2 separate regions of the Dromaius novaehollandiae genome follow, and region 1 is linked to region 2. A link is a contact called in public Hi-C data. All regions are on one chromosome and are shown on one strand. Each heading gives the region's core, a stretch centred on a gene start, on an enhancer-like site or on the middle of the called end of the contact. The rest is flanking DNA. Distances are from core to core; before and after follow the strand shown. Region 1 overlaps ZNF536 (zinc finger protein 536). Region 2 holds the start of ZNF536 (zinc finger protein 536).

What was found. A called contact is a pair of places that touch in the nucleus more often than the background predicts.
Region 1: a Hi-C map of liver shows a contact between it and region 2, with 5 times the contacts expected there. The contact joins the enhancer-like site here to the promoter of ZNF536 in region 2. A contact is called at or near these places in 2 of 4 Hi-C or Micro-C datasets (brain and liver).

Annotation. Positions count from the first base shown.
Region 1 is chr13:11,890,299-11,895,167 of bDroNov1.hap1, reverse strand. The region is part of intron 8 of ZNF536 (zinc finger protein 536); the gene reads right to left. Among named protein-coding and RNA genes, the nearest start is that of ZNF536, 290 kb to the right of the region's middle. Within about 2 kb of position 1,372, at least 1 of the 2 cell types and tissues checked has open chromatin away from gene starts, as enhancers often do.
Region 2 is chr13:11,598,237-11,603,050 of bDroNov1.hap1, reverse strand. ZNF536 (zinc finger protein 536) reads right to left here and starts at 2,044. Exons shown (of 9, transcript XM_064519627.1): 1 at 1,758-2,044.

The DNA.
Region 1 (4,869 bases), core at 123-2,622, 290 kb before region 2:
GTGGCATTGATACTGAAAAATTTTACAAAAGAACCAACCTGAAATACGCCGTAAACACTTGCGAGCTTGTGTAAAATTAATACAGGAATATTATAGAACTGATGTAGTTTAAAAGAGTATATAAATACAAAACTTCAAAGGCTTTGGGGGAGGGGGGGAAGCACAGGTGGGTTTGAAGTACTTTGCTTTTTAAAGATAATCTATTCCTCGCTGGTTTTTATAGAGAAAACATTTCTAAAACATTTTTGTTGCATCCTCTAGGTGGTGCTAATACTGCACAGCTCCAGCTTTCCAGCACAATGAAAACATTAATTTGCTATGAGATAATTTTTGACGTAAATGTAAAATGGTGCCCATTCGAACTCAGTAATGAAGCATGGTGCATTTCTACAGCTCCTAATTTGACTAGTTAAATGACTCCATTACGTGTCTAACAGACAGAAGCAAATAATTTCTGGTCAGTTGACGCTCACTTATCCGTATCATTTTACCCTGAAAATAAAGTCTCTAATCTACAGTTTCTTTGTCTTAGTTTTTTTTAATATTATTAAAGCAAACATACTTAAATAAGAGAGATTAAACCAACACAAACTAACAATTAAGGCTACAATACAGAAATCAAGTTTATATAATGTGGGAGGAGGGATAAAAATGAAAATTAAATAATAAATTAAATGACTGCTTATCTCAGTTATTTCCTCTGTGAGATTTGACAACAGCACTATTTAGGAAAAGGAAAATATCCTTCTGAAATTCACTGATTTTGAAAACCACTCCAAATACTGCTTGCCAATCTGCCTATAAAACTTCACCGCACAACTTTGAAAATGTTTGGAAAGACTCTTTACAGTACCTAGCAATAAAATAAAAATGTTGCCTTAATAAATATCAGGTGATGAATAATTTTGCCCTGAGGAAAAAAAATGGTTAATGCTGAATCTTAATGTTCCTCATCTAAATGCTTTTTCTTCCTGCTAAAAACAAGTTTAGAATTAAAGCATATCACTTTACACATATTGCATGCATATTAGTGAGACACAGCTGCTTATGCCCTACTCTTAAGAGCCATATGATTAAGTTATGGGATATCAGATAATCCAAAGCCCCTTTCTATTGGTCACCTTTCGCAGACAAAGGCTTTTTAGTTTTAAGTCCATTTAATGACAGAATGTCCAATTCTATAAATGTGTGAGTAATTCCAATGGAACACCTGTGGCTCCCTGCTCGAATATGGAATGAAAGATATAAAATGTCATTACAGTAACATTCAGTGACTTTAGCAAAAAAATGCTCAGAACCAAGGCTGCTGCTCCATCCCTGATGTATTCCATCATGCTCGGGTTTCCATGGTCTCAGGGAAGTAAGTGTGAGCTTACATACCATATGCGGTACCAGCCTTTAATCACCGTGGGGTGAGTTAAGGACAGAACAACTATTTTCTGGTTGAAGTCACAAGTCTAGTGGGTTCGTTTTCACGATAGCTTGTGGGGACAGAGACATATGACTCCTTGCATTATTAGCAGGGGATATGTAAAAGAAAAGTGTTCATGCTACTCTTAGGGGGAAAAAAAGTTTAACCTTATTTTCATAGCTTTTTTCTATTACCTTTTAGTTTTTTTTCTTCCAAAGATTTAAACACTATTTGAGTAGTTTTTGTAAGAGTGCAAGTTTTCTAACGACTGCGAAGAAGGACAACCAGATTTTGGTGCATTTCTGATGCAATGCCCAGGAAACCTGAGTTTTCTGTTGATGATGTTTTCGCAGCCATGACAGTGGAACTGTCACGACCCAAATCTAAGTACAGAGAGCTGCATTAAAATTAATGGGCTTCTTCATAGTAGTCATTCTTCAAATATAACAAGTGTTCAAGGAGTCAGAGGTGGATTTACAGCTAAAATACAAAGCTCGGTATCGACATTCAATTTCAGCAGGGTTAATTTTTGAGCGAATGCTGAAAGTGTCAGCGAGTCTCAGGCTCGCTCCTGCTCTCGAGGAAGGCAATGGCAAGACTCCCAGTTGACTTCAATGAGAGGAGGAGCAGACCCTGAATGGAATAAAGGAATGGAGGAAATAACTCTATACGGAAATGGCAAATGTTCAAAGATGAGTTCATATCAGCAGAAAATACACATGCAGCCTGACAAAAATACACCACGGATCAAAAAAAAGCAGTCTCCGTCTTGAGGAAGCCAAACGAGCGAGCAGAAGATCTCGGGCGGCGAGAGAAAGGACGGTTGCGGGGACAGCAGGCTGGCTGCAGCCGCCGAACCTCGCGCACCGTTTCCTGCTTTATCCGAGGCCGGGGACGCACGCTGGGAGGCTGGCGGGAGGCCACCCCAGCAGCACGCAGGCAAGCGCACAAGCGCAGCAACGCTCCGAGAGCACAGAGGAGTATCGCTGTCGCTAAGACGGCTGCTAACGCGTACATATGGAGTAGCTACGCAGCTACCGAGGATTAGAAAGATTAGCAAATGAAATTAAGGTGAAGCTGTAAAAAATACATTTCTTCAAGTGTCAAAACCCCCAAACATGCTCCTGAAGGTGGGATCCCTGCCAGAATTTGGAAGGAAAAGGCAGAGGGAAGGGGGCACTTTAGCAAATATCTGTGAAACATCTTTGGAAGCAGAGGAGGTACCAGTGGATAGGAGGACGAAGGTAACACCTATATATAATAGCAGCTCTAGGGAAGATCAAGGAAATTAAACACCAGTCAGCCTGATTTCAGCAGTGGGAAAGATATTGGAAACACTAATCAGGGACAAAATAGGGAAAGTTATGATTTAATTAAAGATATTCAGCATGGATTCACAAAAGGGAGATCATATATAACAAAACTAATAGAATATTTGGAAAAATTAACCCCCCCCCCCCAAAAAAAAAACCTCAAAAAGAATCGAAGGAAGCCATGCACATGATTTACGTGGCCTCTATGAAAGCTCACGCTGTACCATCCCCTAATAGGCTACAATTTCATAAGTTCTGATGCGAGGGTGAGCTAAATAATGCATAAGGAACCGGACAGTATATTGAGGGCACAGTGCTCTGCATGTTAACCTAAAGAGATGAGAATATGGGAGGTGATAGCTCGCGTGTCCCAGAGATCACTAGCAAAGCTGATTTTGTTCTTTTTCTGTTTCAATGACATGCAAAAATGGGATGAAATTTATTCAAAGTAGAAAATGGAGGAGAAGCTGCAGACAATATGAATGAAGGGACAACATATAAATAAGAAAATCCAGCCTGCCTTTTAGTGACTACAGAAACTGATGCGATGCAATTCAGTAAAGTACAAATGTCAAGTAACAATGCAGTAAGAACAAAAGGAACGCAACACTTGGTTCTCCTTAGCTGAAGGGAAAGGGGCAGAAGTGCAGTGAATAATCAGAAATAAAACTCTAAAATCTTAAGCATAGGACTTAATGTCAGCATAAAAAGCAGCAGAGATATTTCTGGAATTTCCAAATTGAGGCACTGACTAAACTGTGAGAGCGAAATCATTCCTGCAGTGCAAGGGGATAACAAGGAATTATTTGGAAGACTGTACCCTAACTTTGGCTATCTCTATCATTAGACACATAAAGAACAACCAAAAACCTCAGCGACAAAATTATCCTAGTGAGTCAAAAACAAACCAGATCAGTATTCTTTAGAAGACGAGGTAAAGGATACAGAACAGCTAAAGTAGGCTCCTTGAGTTACAGCCCTATCTAACAACAAGTGGGCATGAGCTGAAGCTAAGGAAAAGCAGGCACTAATGGAATTTAAGTGGAATTTCTTTGCACAGAGATGGTAGTCAATGTCACATGCAACCTAGGACGGCATTAGCAACCTGTGTGAAAAGTCTTATACCGTGACTCATTCAGGAGGAGAAAAGACAAACAGTGAAATGAGGATGTCCCTGTCTTTTCATCCTTCAGTATTTTAAAACTATGTGAGCCATTATTAAAGAGAATTATTAAAGCAAAGACTACTGTATTTGTCTCATGGGCCAGGTGAGCCCTGTAAGCTGGCAGAACTCTGCAAATGTTCATGCATGTAACATGTGAAAGCAAGTAAATGAGAGGGTGAGCATGCACAGACCAAGAGCTACACAGCACCTTGCAAGCCACCTAAGTTCACAGCCACCCGCCCACTTGCAGAGGAGCAAGGCCTCTGCCAAGGGGCAGTTGCACCTAACTTAGAAAATCTGCCTTGGTGGGTTTTTTATTACTTTACAAGCAAAAATACACATCACAAAAATGGGCCTTAAGGGAATCCTCTTGATGTTGTTTCTATTGTAGCAGGTCTTATGAACCTTGCATGAAGTTCCTGGAAACGTTAGGTCAAAATTTTATTTCCCAAACCATCACAGAAACAAATAGGGTTTACATGTGACAGTGCATATGCAGCACAAGTGACAGCACTAGTATCTATAGCTATGTGTAATTGATAGCACAGCCCTTATTGCCTATACTGTAATCCATTTTTATTCTTGAATGTTTTCAGCAAAATAGCACCGATGCACCCGCCCCAGGCCCTGGGGAGATGCTCTGTACCTACCTACGCAAGCACATGCTAGCAGTCCTTCCCGGGCTTGAGGAGTTCAAGCAGGGGGAGAGAGACCTTACAGAGCAGCTTTTCTACCGGGACACTCGAGAAGGAGATGCAGACAGACAGCCAAGGCTCGCCTTCCAGGTAAAGGTGGGGGCAGGAGATTGGGGTGGAAAACAAGCCAGGAAAAGATGCAACAAAGCAGCGTATGTGTGGTGGCGGGGGGCGGGGGAGGGGGGCAGGGGCATGGGGGAAAAGGAAGAGATAAAAAGCACCTTCAGTGCTACAGATGGTTATTTTCAGATTTGCTTATTACCATTCTTATTCTTTCGATTTTAT
Region 2 (4,814 bases), core at 795-3,294:
GGGGTGGCGGCGGGGGGAATGCACAGCCCTCGCAGCGCGCCCCCGGCCGCGGGCGGGCGAGCGAGCGGGCAGCCGCGCCCGCCCCGCTGGGCCCCGCGCCCGCGGAGCGCCCGCCGCGCCGCCGCTCCGCAGCCCGGCCGCGGCTGAAGTGAGAACGAAGGGATTTGACAAATCACGTCTCCGCCTAGACGCTGTTATAGACATAACAATATCCGCCACACAAAACCCCGAAACAATAACCGCGGCGCGCGTAAACAGGCTGCGAGCGCCGGTGCCCCGCAGCCGCCCCCGCCCGCGCCCCCCCGAGCGCGGCGCGCACCCCGCGCGTAGGCACCGGGCGCCGCGGCGGATCGCGCCCGCCGGCTCGCGGCAATCGCAGCCGGGGACGCCAGCAACTAACTTTTCCGATGGAGCCCGTGCAGCCGGCACCGCGGTCCCCCTGCGCGAACTAAGTACCCTGGCAAAAAGCATAAATCTTCGCGACCTTTTATTTTGTGTTTAAAGTTCACAGGCGTCACTATTTCCTTCAACCTTTCTCCCCAACACGCGCGCGCACACACACACACACACATATATATATATATTAATTATTTGCAAAACTGCAACAGATGGGCGCATTAAAATCTGGATTCTTTCCTACACATCATCAAAGACCCGCTCGCCTTCCTCGCTCCCCCCACGGCCGTCTCGCCGCCGGCGCGGTGCCCCCGCCTCCGCGGCGCTCCATCCCCGGGCAGCCGCCACCGCGCAGGGCAGCCAGGCCGCCGCTCCGCGCCCCCGCGGCCCTCCGCGCCCGCGCACGGCCCGCCTCCGGGAAGGGGATGCTCCTCCGCCCGAGGGAATTGCCATTTAAGTTTCCTCTTTAACCTGTTACTTTCTGCGGGCGCCGACAAAAGCCGCGGGCGCGGGCTGGCAGGTGCCTCCCCGCTCCCCGCGGCGCCGCCGGGCGCGCTCCGCTCCCCCCGAAAGGGCCGAGACCTGGCCTGACATTTAGTGCCTACTTGAATGTCACAACGCTCCTCGCAGCATTATGCACGGCTCCTATTCATAAGAGGTCGATTAGAGCACAAAATGGCAGGTCTCTTAGGCACTTGAATCTCACAAGTTTGACACATGGTATGCATCAGCTAACTTTGATTAAAAAAGGGGGTGGGAGGGGGGAGTTTACAAATTACACCGCGATTACCCGGGATCCTGGAGGGGAGGGGGTCCCCGCGTTTCAAGTCACTTCGGCAAAGTTTACTCCGCAGCAGCCCCTTAAAACAAAAAGTTTCTGGGCAAGTTAAGGGCAGGGTCCGCGCGGGCCGGGGAAGGCGAGCCGGCTGCCCGGGCCGGCGTCGCCGCCGCCGCCGCCTCTCGCCGCCCCTCGCCTCGCCTCGCCCGCCCGCCCGCTCCTTCTTTTTTTTTTTTTTTTTTTTTTTTTTTTAAAGTAACGGTTTTAAAAGAAACGAGAGAGAAAGAGAAAAAACGTAGGGTTTTCTTCAGGCTAAGTTCTATAGCGCCATTCAATGGCTTCTCCGCTCCTTTCATTATTTTCTGCTTTTCCCCTGACAGCCCTGCTTGCAAACGTCACTGCTATGGATATTTAATTATACTGTATTTTTTTAATCACGGTGGAAAACGCAGGCCCCATTGCGATGATTAAAAAGAAATTAAAAAAAAAAAACATACTCCGGACTGACTTTGGAGCCTCTTTGATGGCTCGCGGGAGCCTCCCGGATCCTCAAAAACCCCCTTTTTACCTTTGTCTTTCTTACCTTAAAATTTAAAGCAAAGCGTAGAAGAAACTCCCGCACGTAAACGGAGCGTTGTAAAAGATTGTGTTCAATGAATAATGAAGCATGTCCACATGATTGACTTGATCATTTTCTTGTGCGGAGGGGGAAAAGTGCGGCGCGGGGCTGCCGCGGCCGCCCGCTCCGGGTAGCCCTCCCAACTGCTTCCAGCACATCCCGAGCAAAGAGCGCTTTATTTTAATCTGTCTCTTTTCAGAATAACCCCCTTCATTGATACTGATCACCCAACATCACAAGACATCCCCATCTCTCAGCGTGGACTCCCCCTATCTGGTAGGTGAAATGCATTGTACCATTAAAAAAGCACTCCATTGTCGTCTTGGCATAATTCACAGCAACTAGATAGGTCTTGCGGCATTTAGCTTTGATGAGCCAAAAGCTGAACCCTTGATATAATAATCTACAAAGAATGGTCTGTGATCGTCCATTTTTTCTCCCTGTCTAGCAACTAAGAAACCATTTAACACGGCGCGGCTTGGTCGTGACCTTGAGCCCGTGTAAACACCCCGAGGAGCCCGCGCCGTTCCGCAGCCCCGCGGCCAGCGCCGCTGCCCGCGCCCCGCGCAGCCCCCGCGCCCGCGCAGCCCCCGCGCCCGCCGCCCCTGCCCGCGCCCCGCAACCCCCGCCGAGCCCCCGGGGCGCCGCCGGGCGCCACAAAGCGCCCTGCTTACCTGCTCCCGAAACTATGCAAAGTCTGCTTCTCCTAAAAAAAACTCCCGGGTAAACCTGGGTGGACAGGGGGACCGGAGCATCAGTCACCGCTCCGGCGTTTAAGAGAAGTAATCAGCGATAAAGTGACGTTGATCTGCACTGTAACCTTGTGGCGTATTTAATGTAAATAAGCCAGTTATGTTGCCAATCGCATGCATACAAACACATAAAGGTCCTCAGCGTTGCATTTTGATTCTTTCCATTAGAGCCGACTTTATTTACATACACTATTTAGGGGATCATGATAATTCTAAAACAATACTAGTGCCAAATGATTATGAAAATATGATTTTAATTAATCACGTAGTAGGCAAGGAAATTAGCATACGGTAATTAAACTTAGAGAAAAACGTCATGGAGGTTCTCTGCCTTATGGGTTCGGAATAATCATTAAACGATGGGTTTTCAGGACTTAATTATCAAACAAATAACTTTTTTAAAGCAACTTTACAAGGTTTATCCGCAGGGCAACGATTTAGTAAATAATATATAACCAAGCAAACAAGGTGCAAATGTGACTGGTGAAATAGGTTGTGTTTCTACAAAGCGGGTGGGGGGGGGGGAAGCTGAATAATGCAATTATGGATTCTGTGTCCCATAGTTGACAAAAGCATGGTGCCTCAATAGACTCTTTGTTATGGGATTATATAATGATTGTGGTGTAATTATGGGAAAAAAGATTTAGTAATAATAAAAAGTATCAAAATACACCAATGAGCAGCTTGTTTTAAAGAAAAGGCTTGCATGTGACATTAGGGGCACGTTAATAACAAAAAGCCAGGATCCGAAAGGGTTGACAAATAAAAAAGACTGTGATGCGCATGATTAAGAAGCGATGGAGACAGATTGATTATTCAAAATGCCGAGCCACAGGGACACTTAAAACATTGATTCAGGTAAGACTAGTTTCATCTTGACTGAAATGAGTTCCCTGAAGATGACTGGCATACATTTTAAATCAGTTTACTACATAAAAAGCATAACATCACAAGCTGAAACCTTCTAGTTAAAATAGGAGTCCAAGGAAAAAAAAAAAGTTTATGTTTGTGGCAATTCCCAAAGAGACTATGGAATTGCAGAGGAAGGGGTATAGATTAATTAGCTATTCCTAAACAGTGGACTTAAATGTATCTATCTTTTATAATCCCTAGCCTCTATTTCTGGATTCTGTGGTCCAATCCCACTTCTGCAGGTTTTAGGTATGGTATTAATAACCCTATAGGTACCATACGACTTTTTTTCTGGAACTGCAGTAAATTAACTTTTTATAATAACTGAAAAATTAGCTAAATTTTTCCAATTGATTTTTAAAGTGAAGTTTATAAATAGTTGTTCAGAGCTATTCAATTAAAAAAAAAAAAGAAAGAAAGATTCCCATGCCTATACTAAAAAGTTTAGGAATTCACTCTGCATTTTCCAATTTGATGTGTCTGAAATTCTCTTTGAACAAATTCCAAAATACAAGTTTTTTCTATAGAAATTAGCATAGCAATCACATCAATAATATCACTATCTCTATGGGAATGATAACTGGAGCAGTGGGGGTGTTCTTTATTTCAATTCTTCGTGGATCAACTGATTATATTCTGTCTTCTTTTGAACTTGTTATTGTAAGTCAAGTGATTCTTTATAAGTGACAGCCCTGACAAAGAGACGAGGATGGGAAAGCAGGTCGAAAGGAAGTCGCCATATGGACTTTAAAAAAGGCACTTTTTAAACAAGATAATGGGGAAATGGATGTTGCCTTTTAACCCTGTCAAGGCTGAACATTATTAGCAGTCTCATAAAAAAAAATGATCCATGCTTTTTTTTAATACCAGATTTCACCTTATGATTTCCATGACCTAGAACTTCATGATTCAAACTATATAGGAGGCGATGGCATTTCAGAGGCAGGGGCCAAATCTGGCACCTGAAATCACTGACGGCCAGGAGATTTGAGAGCACCACACAAAGAGTTACAGAAGAATGAGAGCTCAGGAAAACCCCATGGTTCTTTTTCCAGAGACAACGATAAGAATATTGGCTAGAGATAGGTGAAACAGCAACTGACAAGAGAGGAACTTTAGACATCTCACTAGGATTTCCTGTTCCTCTAGCATAAGGGCATGATGCTCATCTAATTACTGCAAAAACAGAGTGAAAATAAAGAATGAGGGCTTTGGCTCTGAACCTTCCAATAATTAAAGTATTTTTCCACCCCTTTCTGTTTTGGAGGGAACAGAAAGTTCCCCCCAGAAGTTCCCCCCAGAAGTGGACAGAGAATAAGAACCATGTCCCAGGAAGCAAAAGTCTACAACTAAGTTT